2 separate regions of the Anas platyrhynchos genome follow, and region 2 is linked to region 1. A link is a contact called in public Hi-C data. All regions are on one chromosome and are shown on one strand. The core of a region is the stretch at or near the end of the contact, and the rest is flanking DNA. Distances in the headings are between cores, read along the strand shown. Region 1 overlaps LOC119713503 (a long non-coding RNA gene). Region 2 holds the start of DOCK5 (dedicator of cytokinesis 5).

Region 1 (5,557 bases), core at 1,956-4,455:
CCTCTCTCATCCCTCTTTTCCCTCCCTCCCTCCCTCCATCTCTGAAGGATGTCACTCCCAAGAAAGCAGAAGCCCTTTGCTCTTACACCCCCAAATCGACCTTCATTATTAATAGTTTTGGAGGACTATTGGAAACAGGCAAACACTGGACCATCACAACAGAGCAGATTCCTCAGTATTTCTCGTCTGGCTCTCTTAGTTGTCCACTTTGATGTGCAAATGCAACACTGGCCATTAGAGGGCAATGGGACATGGAAAAGAAGTTCCTCTGGCTGGCTATGGGATGACTGCTATCACCTCAAACAAATCAATTCTGAATTTACTACATCCTCTGACCTTGAGCTATGGATTCGGAGACATTAGCAAGGACACCATCAGCCAGGAAGAGTGGGGAGATTGGAGCACGTTCAGATTTTCAGACACGGAGGCACCAGGCATCTAATAAATAGCCTCAACCCAGCCCTAACATGACACCACAGACAGTACATGCTTTGAGCTCCACACAGCAAGAGGCAGACCTAATTGATCCTGGGTTTACTGACCAGAAAATAAAATACTGTCCAAACTCAGAATCAGACCTATCAAAATAAATAGCAAATGTCACTTGTAACATGAAATTAAAGATTTTCTCCTCTTTTTGCTTCCTTATGCCAGTAGATCTTTCATAGCTTCTGCAGATTGAGTTGACTGATGTGCAAATCAGTCAAAATTCATAGAAATATTGCAGATTTCCTAACTGACAGACCCTGAAAATGCAGACCCTTCTGTCTATCTACAACCCAGCTGGGGTAACGGCTCTCCAGTGCCACAAAGAAAATGTCTCTCCCTACGATGTCACTTGCCACTGACGGGTAATATCAGTGAGTGTGAACCCCAGCCATCAGCTCCTTGGTATTATTTACCAAGGGCTGAGAAGTGCCAGGCTTTAATCGTCAGTTTATCGATAACTTCCCAAGTACAGCATTACTGGATGCCTCTGATCTTCCTCCGGTGCCGGGGAAATGGGAGGCCCTGGGGAAGGAGCAGGGATGTCTGTCGGGCCGCCAGCAATTGCCACAGCCCCCGGATCACTTTAAAGCAATCTTTAGAAAAGTGGCACAGATATTAATGGGCTGTTACTGACATTAGATCCATAAATAATTCTGCATAATGCATGGCCCTGGCCTTTTGAAGGTCTAGGGAAAAAAAAAAAAAGTGGAGGCTGAAATATTGATAGATGTGTCTGCAAGAGCTATTAAAAAAGGGAGAGCAGTTGCCATGGGATTGGTCTATGCTGATACCCAGGACCAAAAGGGTAACGTTGGTCATGTGCCTGCTGAAATAGATCTGAGTACAGAAAACAAAGCAGCAAGATAAATAAAAGGAATAGCACCACTTAATGGGACTTTGGGAACAGCAGTTTCCCCTCTTTGGGAGTCAAAAAACTCATGTGAAAGACAGGAGAATTTTTCCAGCAAGCCCCAGTACAGGTGAGGAAAGTCTGGGTGTGCTTACTTTGTGCTGCAAATACAGAAAAGGTCTCTTACATCCGTCCACGCATGTAGAGAGAAAACAACTGTCCTACCATGCACTGAAACTATCTTTTCAAGTCCTTAAGTGCACTAGAGTAATGTATTTTCCATGTCAATTTGCAGCTGTCACGGACATGTCCCCGAATCCCATCAGCGGGTACTTCCCGTTAAAGTGCTGGGACGAATTGCTAAACATGTTTTATAAATTAGCTCCTCAAAAAAAAAAAAAAAACAACAAAAAAAAAAAACACGCTACCCAGCCCTCTTCCGTGATAAGGCTTCACAACAGTAGAAGACCCACGGGATGACTTGAACAGACAAGAAAACTGAAAAAGCACAGCGCAGTCTCCCAGTCAAGGTGCTGGAACAGATGAATAAGATTCCCCCCCTGCAGAGATGCCGACTGAGCTCCTACATACTTGGCTGCGGGCATCTGAGTCCACAGCTCTCACACTGCATACGATGCCTTGATGCCTTCTTTCTTGTTACACACACCTGAGCACAGCACGAAAAACCCCACTGCCAGCGTGACACCGCTCATGTAGCTTACAACCAGATTTTAAGGCACCGCTCCCTCTGTGACTCTCCAGAGGTGCTGAGGGACTGGCTCCCATGCCAGCGGTCAGATTTCTTGGCACTTAGCAGCTGCAGTCGAGGGCTGGCTTTTCAGAAGAGTTTAGCATCTCCTATACACCCAGTCCATCAAGCTCACTCACCTGGAAACTCAATTCCAGCCTGAAGTTCCCTGTGCTTCAGCTCCACGTGTTCGAAATGAGGACACCACCTCCTCTTTCCTCTCCAAACTCAGGCCCTCACTCACCCCCATGGGCTGCGGAGGGGATGCCCAGCTCCATTTTGGGCTGAACCTGCTGGGACCAGGTATCTAAACTTTCATGCTGTGTCCGCATGCCTTTTGGGATCCCCTCTCCTCTTTTTTTCCAGGTGTTTGCTGTAGCACATGCAAAAGGCTCTGTGTTGATCTTCCCTAGAAAAAGAATGGCTTGCAGTAACCATGCTAAGGTGTATATCAAAAACCACTGATGTGACCACCTAACACACAATTTACTGACACACCACTCTGCCGGGAGAGATCTTTGTTTAAGAATTCCTCTGGTGAAGCCCTGAGAAGGATAACAAATAACTCTGCCTAGGTCCAGGCACGCTGCAGCACCCCAGTGCCCAAAAAGGGTGAGGGAGAGGCAGAAAATGCAGTGGGGACCTCAAGCCTGAATCATCTGGCAATCACCAGACCTCCAGAGAGCTGTAATTCACGGTGAATTTTTCATGCTAGAATCAGCTGTGTGCGGCAGGCACACAGCCGAATGGAAAATAAACCTGAAATATTAATGATCCACAGCAGAGTGCAGGCAGGAAGAGATCCATAAACGAGGACAGGGAACCTTAGATAGCCTGCTAGAATTGCTCCTTTCTCGTCTCAAACAAGTGAGTTAAAATAACAGGCTTTGTCCCGCAGGCACTAGGATGGGAGAGTGATGGATTCCAGGTTTTGGGGCGTGCAGCAGCTGCTCTGGGTGCACCACGCAGGGAACCTGGGTTAGCTCAGCCTCACAGGGCGATTTTGGGGCTCAACCACCACGGCTTGGCTGGTGCTGACACCCAGCGTGTCCTCCCAAATTGTGGGGCTGAGCAGCACAAGTCACAAGGCAGACAAAGCATAGAGAAGAGGACGGAATGGGCCTCGTTCTGCGCTTATCAGCACCTCTGGGCAGCTGTCTAGACATTGTAAATCAGCAGACTTCCCCCTCTCACTGATAAGAGCTGACCCCAAACTCTTTGAATTTAACCAGAGTGGAAACGCAAGACCTCTATGTCAGTAACAAGCAAGAGCTAATTCATACCACCATAATGTTTTTTGTTTCCCTTGAATGATTATATTCCTGATTTTACACTTATTCCTTATTCATGTTACCATTTCCTTGCCTTAAAAGCCATCCTGACACAGGGTTAGAGTCATTTACTCAATCACTGCCATCATTAGGAGGGCTGCAATCAGAAGAGTAGTGCCTTCTCATTACTTATTTAAAACGTGCCGAGCAGCATGGATGTTTAAGATATATGCTAAATTATGCCCAACATAAAGTGGAAGAAAAAGCAGGTATCCACGTGCAAATTCTGAGCATCTCCAGAGTACCCCGTGGTGTGGGGGAGGAAAGGAGAAGCTCCAGTATTAAAAAAAATAAATAAATATTGGACCAGCAGTTGCATTTTTTACACCAAGAATAAACCTGGTAGAAAGTGTTACTCAAAGTGAAAAAATGGTGGATATATTTGGCCCGCTGAATTTATACACCACGTTTTGTTAGGAAAGAGAGGATACAATCCCGGGTAGAGGAAACCATCTCGAAGTTGTGTAGCATCTTTCCCTCAGATTGATTTTGACATGTTTAGCAAACTGTGTTCGTGCAAACCATACCCCAGCAGCTGCAGCAGAAGGCAGATAGTGGGAGGTTTTGCAAAAGCTGGGATTTGGACCACCCTTTTCCCCGTGAAGTGAGAGCTGCTGGTGCTCGACCCTGCTGCAAAGCGTGGGTGGTGCAGCGTGTCCTGTCTCTGTGAGCCTGGGAAGAAACAAGACCCTGGCTGGAACTGCTATAGCTGCTCACTTCCCTGCAAGCCGCCGTTGCTGCTAATGGCACATCCCAGCACCTTCAGCCAGGGCGTGCTTTGTGAATCCACCCAAACCTGGAGCAGGGCTGCTGTGAAGCTTTGACTCAACCCATCTTATCTGAAAATGTTAGCCACAAAAGAGAGGCTATCACTCAACTGTCTCCTAGCAAATTTTCATCCCCACGTGCAGGACTCAACCTCTGACTGCTCCCTGGAGCCCCCAGCACTGGGCTGTGCCCTCCCTGCACACAAGAGAGGTTTAAGCCAATGGACAAAAACTGACCTGGAACAGCACAGGGCTCCCTGCAAGCTGCTGCATTCCCCAAAACGGGGTGCCAGGAGCCAGCCCCTCATTGCACAAGCTCCCCATGAGAAGCACCTTTTCCTGTACAGCCCAGCACTGCTGCATGGAGCCTCATCCTGCCCCATGGTCCCAGCCAGTTTCCCCCCCCCCAGGTCTGCATTCACAGAGACACTCACTGCCATCAGCTCATGGAATAAATCATGAGTGCTGCTCTTATTATTTATGAGTATCACTGTGTTCTGGAGAGGGCTGCATACGCCCAGGCTTGGAAGGAGACAGGAACAAAGGAGGAGAGTTGTAGTCTTTAAGAATACATGGAAAGCATGAGAAGAATACTGTGCTCATACAAAGAATACTCGGTATGTAAAGGCACATGTAAACTGCTACATAAACATCTATAAGTGCTAAAGACACGTATATAAATCATTCTATGATCTAAACCAGATAGAAACATGCATACGAGTGCAGAACACTGGCCATTTAATGCCATCTACATGTAGAGAAGATATTCATTTAGAAAATATTTAACATAACATGGAGCTATTACAATTTTATATATATGTATCACAATGTTTTGGGGCCAACTTATTTCTTTCCATCACAATTATTAATCAATCTTTTAACACCAACCTTTGTAGTCATCTAATATCTCTTCCAGGCAATCCTTTGATAGATAGCCAGCAGAGCCTGGTGTGTGTTGCACATGACATTTAGAAAAACCCTTGAGCAGAATTTATTTTACATTGTTTTTCAGGTAAATCAGATATGGAATAAAACCTATAAACAGTTCTAAAACTGCTGAGCAGCTGAAATAGTAATTAAACTTCAAAAAAAAACAAACAACAAAGAGGTAGTTTTCTTTACTAATTTTTCCCTTGCATGTATGACTTGGATCACTATGCTCAGCTGGACAAACTGTACTTCACCCTGTGGTATTTCTGAAATTAATGGGGCCATGGATTTTTAAAAAGTAAAAAAAAAAAAAAAGGTGTCAATCTTCAAAATTTTGTTGTTGTTGTTGTTTTTTGTTTTTTGTTTTTTTTTAATAAACCTTTCCAGAATTTTATTATTTTGAAGAAGGAATGAAAGTAGTTTCACTCCATGTTCCAGGCTT
Region 2 (5,557 bases), core at 1,813-4,312, 120 kb after region 1:
GCGAAGAGTTTTATGGGTGGATTCTCATTGCCTCCTGGTTCCTGCCTGAGTTCAGATGGAGTGACCTTTGGGACAGCTGAGAGCTGGTTCGAGCTCTTTGACCATATCAATGTAATGGTTTTATGCTCTTGAAGAGCACTCTTTTTCTGGTAAGATGGGTATCAAAATGGTGAAATGAACCTCGAGCAAGAAATGACCAGAAGAGGACCCTTTCCTACAACCTCTTGTCAAGTCTGTAATTCACTAAGCTGTCAAACCAAGCACTTGGTCTTGAGTTGCTATACCTGTATCGGGTTATGCAGTATAAATCCAGGCAGTTCTGTGTTTTGAACCGGAATTCTTGGAAATTCTCAATTGGTAAAGGTATTTTCTGACCTCTGGGCACAAGGACAGAATAACTTTTGAAATTTCTAGGGTTGGCACATTTACTAAATCAGACTCGAGAACATTGTTGTTGAGCCGAAGTGGTGCTGGGCATCTAAAATATTTATGAGACTGTGGTTGTTTGAGAACTGAATCCCATATACAACGTTTAGTACTTTTCTTATCCCAACATCAGTCATTTATAGCAGGGGATGCCAGCAGAAGAGTAAAACTGAATGCCACGTTACCAGGTTAGCAGAGGCTTTGAGGCTGTGAATACTGGACTTGTTTAGCTGGGGAGAGGAGCTTTCAATTAAAAATTGCCTGTTGCCTTGCTGTAGTAGGAAATTGAGAGCCAGTTGGCACGTCTCAGAGCCTGACTGATAAACAGGCACAGCCACAGTGTCTGGGGGATGTTCTCGTTCAGCACATTTTCTAAGCAGCCTCCAGAAGCTGAGGTGCTGTGGATGTACAATCAGATATTAGTTACCCTGCTCTGATGAGTCAGTCCTAAGCAGGGAGATGTGCTTATTTCATCTGCCCAAAGATACATTTTTCTGTTCTTTTCAGCACCAGCAGGAGCTAGTCAAGCCTGTGATTAACACAAGATGGAATGGTAACAGTTAACCTCTGCGTTACTGCACCAACTCCTCTGACATTAAGGAGAGTGGCACCTTTCAGTGGCACTTCAGAAGTGGTGTAAGTTACATGCTGTCACTATTTAGACGAATAATCCCTCCTGGACCTGCTTTTACCGTGTTGTTGGGAAATGTTTCCTTTACGTTCACGGGCTACAAGATATGACAAAATTGGTTGTACCCAGATTTAAAGTTCTTTGGGTAGTCATCAAGAAATCAGGTGCTACTCCTGAATATTTACAGCCCCTTTGTTCTGGAAAACAACAGCTTAGAATTCATCTTCCATGCCTCAAATTTCCAGCTACCATTCTTCCTTCCCAGCTCGTGCTTGCCTAATTACATTGCAAGTGCTCAATAGCAGGCACTCTGTCCAAATTTATGTACATACAATATCTAGTGTATTTGTGGACCTCTACAATGTGCAGCAATATTAATAAAAATAAGGCATAAAAGTAGCACTTCTTGATCCATTAAGATAATGGTTTGTCATCATTTCACTAAAGAAATCTGTACAAGCTCTAAGATGTACTTCTGCTTTGAAGTACTGGGGAAAAGGTTCCAAGCTACTTTTTATGATTTCGGGAAAAGATACATAGTTGTTTTTAATACCCATTGTATATTCAAGATGGAAAGCAGTTTTTCATTAATTCTTCTTTTTTAACTTCAATAGTGGCTACAAGCAACTTGTTTTTAATCTTTGGAGTGTGTATGTGAAGAGAGCTAAGAGGAAAGAGTCGCAGTATCCACATCTGCTGCCGTTAGATCAAAGTCAGGGGCATGTATCTCCCTGTAAGGCTGGGCTGTGTCCTCTGTTTCATTTGTTAAAATGACTTGTGAGCATGGCAGCATTTCCAGTAAGCTTGAGGAAAGAAGCAGCACAAGCTGGGTTGTTCCTGTAACTAATACAGCCTTTAAATCTGGGAGCATCTGAGGCTTGGGTTTAAGACCAGTAGTCCTGGAGATCAGATGTTGAGAGAGCTGGCTGATGCTGTGTGTCTGCAGAAAAGAGAAGCCATTCTGCCAGCTCACAGCCCTGGTGCAGCTGCTCCTGCAGCCATTAGAAAGCTGACGGCTTTGTAGGCTCAGCACGGTCGGGGAGGTGAAGGTGCATCTTGGGGATGTGTGTGGGATGAGTGAGGGGGAGGAAAGGAGGAGTTATTTCTTCCAGCACTGAAGCCTGAGTGAGACAGGAGGCGACCTACCGAGTTCAGTGCTCCCCAGGGCTTGCTGCTGGTGTGCTCAGAAAAAAGAACGCATTGCAGATTTCATTTAGGCTGGCCAAGGCTGTTAAGCTGCATCTAGGGCTTGCCTTGAGGGGCAGAGTTACTATCCAGATAATCTGACCTAAATCATTCCTTCAGGAGGCTTGTCACGCTTGGGAGCAACCCGCGCTGGACTGAGAAGTGCTGTGCACAGTGAGGAAGGAAAAGGCCCAAAGGAAGGGTTAATTTGGAATTCACAGCTCCCTGGGGGCAGACTGGAGCCTTTGAAGCTCTGTGCACCCTGTCAGCGCCTCCTGTCGGGAACTCACCCCCGTGGAGCTGCAATTTAGGGGGAGAGGAGAGGGCAGAAAGGAAGTTGAAACATTTTTCCTGGACTTCTCAAGGAATCTGCCAGCGTGAGGTGAAATAAAGGGCCTGGGATTGCTGTGTCAGGGACAGCAGAGGTAGCTGCAGCCCAAGGGGAACTTAAGCAAAGTTTTTCAGTGTTCTCAGGGGAGGATGGGACGAAAGGGGATTTTACCATTTCTGCAGATGAAAAAGGAAGGAGCGTTAACCCTTGGCAGTGTCCTCTGCCTGTCACTGCAGGGGTGTGGAGGCAGGACCTGGCACTGCCGCCTGTACCAGGAATTTATTGCTAGAGCCCTGCTAAAAGCAGGGAAGGGAAGGAAGAGGGAGAAGTGATCGTCTGAGTGGCTGCTGTCAAGTGCTGCTTTGACAAAGCATTGCTCAGGCTGCCTCTTCTCTCCACCCTCTGGGAAGCTGCTGCTTCTGCAGCAGGTCCGGTTCCTGGCAAAAGTTCAGCACTGCAGCAACTTTCCAGGAGGAGAAGGGAGGGAGAGAGGAGGAGAGTCCCGCATAGAGGAGGAGCTACCATGTCCCAGGCTCCCTCTGGACAGAAGTGTAACTGCTAAAAGCAAGAAAAAAAAATGCAGAGGGCAAGCCTCTTTCTTATCCAGGAGCGGTGAGTGCTCTGCACCAACTTCCCTATAGTTAACAGAAGTTTTTGGTGGCCTTATCACAGCCAGACCTCACCCCAAGAGCTAGTGTTTGTGATTGATACTGCATCAAATTCTTCTCCAGAGGAGCTAAAAATGATGCAGAAAAATGGGGCGATGGGAGTATCCGTGGGATCAGAACAGTTTTAGCCCGGGGAAGGTGTTCTTCTCTGAGTGCCCGAGAGGAGGTACAGGTGAAACTGGGGGGAGCAGACAGAAAATGTTCATTTTTGGGGAGAGGAGTAAACAGACAACACGTAAGAGGGAGGTGTTAAGTCAGGAATAGAGAGTTGGGTTGCCAACAGGTAGGAAATCAGGACGGACCAAGCAGAAACTGAGCAAAGGGCTGAGAAGTGAGTGAGTGGGCTCTGTACAACTGTGGGTCTCTTCTCCCTTGCCTCCCACAGCCTCTGCCAAGCGTTCGAGGCAGTGTTTGTGGACACCGAGTGCTTCTCCCACCGAGTCCAGATTGCAGGAACAGAAACTATGTCCCCCGTGGGGGTGGGAAGAGCCCAGTTTCCAACTCCAGTCTGCGTGGAGGGGGATTAAATTCTCCGTCTGCAACCAGCCTTGCACACAGAGCGATTTTTGGGTGACAAATGCAGCTTGTGAATCTTTTCCCACCTGCACCTTTAGGTGCCTCCTGCAGGAGAGCAGCAGGAGGTGTGTGGGGCTGGACGTGCAGTGCTTGGTGGCCCTGCTGTGCCTTTTCTATCCCGTGCGAGGTGGTAAAGGCATTGGGGTACAGCCATGTGGGAGATGGGGTGTAGGAGAGGAGGCATCAGCTGCTCCCAGGGAGTGGGAGGTGAGCGTGGCAGTGGGAGTTAATGGCTTTTCTGCAGCTCCGAGGGAGCAGAGCAGCTTCTGGCTGCGGTGGGGAGATAACGGGCTGGGGGCAGCTTTGCTGTTCTCCCTGGAGCAGACCCTGGGGAGGCAACGGAGAGAGCTGTGGCTCTTTGTAATTATTTGCAGGGGGATTTCTGGACAGGAGGAGACCAGCTCTCTGTGTGAGTGGCTCTGGCTTGGCTGCAGCTTTCTCCTGCAGCGATGGCTTTACAGGGACAGGCAGGCCTGGAGCTGGCAGCCGGGGAAGGGCGGTGGCTGCTGCCAGCTCCCCTCTGCCGCAGGAGGCTGCTGAGTCACTCCTGCAGCGCCTGCTCCTCTCTCAACCTCCAGGCTTTCCTAGGCACCCGCAGTGAGACTGATGGAGACAACGCAGCCTCTTTATCTCCAGCCCTTTCTCTCTCTGTCGCTTTTTTTCCCCCCTTCTGGGTCCCAACCAAAGGCAGACACTGCTTTATAATTTATTTTTTTTTTTTTAAAAAAGCTATAGCCACCATAAAGTGTGGCTGAATCTACTTCTTTGATAATAGATCTTCCCGTTCCTCTAGAGAGCAACAATAATATTTGATGAATACAGTGAATGCTGCAGCATTTTTTTTCTTTAAAGGAGCCCTACTGGGCATTGAATCAGCAATTATTATCCACCGGGCAGACATTTCTTGGAAGTAGGGCTGGAGTGTGGGGGAGAGACATGATTTTTTTATTTATTTTATTTTTTTTTTCAGAAATAAGCAGCAATAAAGCACTTTGTACTGCTGCTTTCCACTGCCTGCTGTACAAGCTATTCCTCTAACCTCTTTTTCCTTAGGGATTGCTGCAGAACTTGTTGGTAAAACTCTTCAAAACAGCCCAGCATGCAGCTTTAGGGAGGATGCTCTGCAGGGAGTGAACCTTGTGCAGCAGGACTGTGCTTGTTTCACAAGTAGGGGTGTGAGGAGAAATAGGTGCTGGCTGAATGCTGATGGCCAGCATAGACAAAGCTTCTATCGGTGTTTCACTGTTCTCTCAAGCATTAGTGCTCTTTAAACAACTGCAATACCTGCTTGGAGTTTCATAAATGTAATGGTCTTGGTCCCCTGAAAATCTAAGTATTTGTTTGAGCAGTGGCTGATGACTCATTGCTTTGTGCCTTACAGCTCTATATTGAACTACCCTATAGCCTTACCTCATTCATGTCATTACAAAGATATTAACGCTACTTTGTCTTAAGATAAGCTCATGCTAACTACTTTAAATTCCTGTTTTAATTTGTTCAGAACTTCTCTATGTATTTTTCTAAAGCAAAAGTTAATTTTTAGAAGTTCTTTGGGCTTGCTATATTTTAAAGCAGGACCTTGAAATTTAATAATGCTGGGCATTATGTCAGTTGAATCTGTTTTGTCCATTACAAAGAAGCCTTTTAATGACGATCATAGTTTTTTTCCAGAACACTTGTAGATTCATATAAATATACCAAAATGTTATATTAATATACTTATTTTATTATTTTCCTTTA

What was found. Hi-C and Micro-C count contacts between places; a contact is called where the count stands out from the background.
Region 2: a Hi-C map of small yellow follicle shows a contact between it and region 1, with 7 times the contacts expected there. The contact joins the promoter of DOCK5 here to the enhancer-like site in region 1. A contact is called at or near these places in 5 of 8 Hi-C or Micro-C datasets (F1 follicle, liver, skeletal muscle and 2 more).

What each region holds. Positions count from the first base shown.
Region 1 is chr23:2,477,741-2,483,297 of IASCAAS_PekinDuck_T2T, forward strand. All of the region lies in intron 2 of LOC119713503 (a long non-coding RNA gene), which reads right to left. Among named protein-coding and RNA genes, the nearest start is that of NEFM, 96 kb to the right of the region's middle. Within about 2 kb of position 3,206, at least 2 of the 8 cell types and tissues checked have an H3K27ac peak or open chromatin away from gene starts, as enhancers often do. A contact at or near this core is called in small yellow follicle, where this site is marked.
Region 2 is chr23:2,597,984-2,603,540 of IASCAAS_PekinDuck_T2T, forward strand. It overlaps DOCK5 (dedicator of cytokinesis 5), which reads left to right and starts at 3,063. Exons shown (of 57, transcript XM_038167006.2): 1 at 3,063-3,185.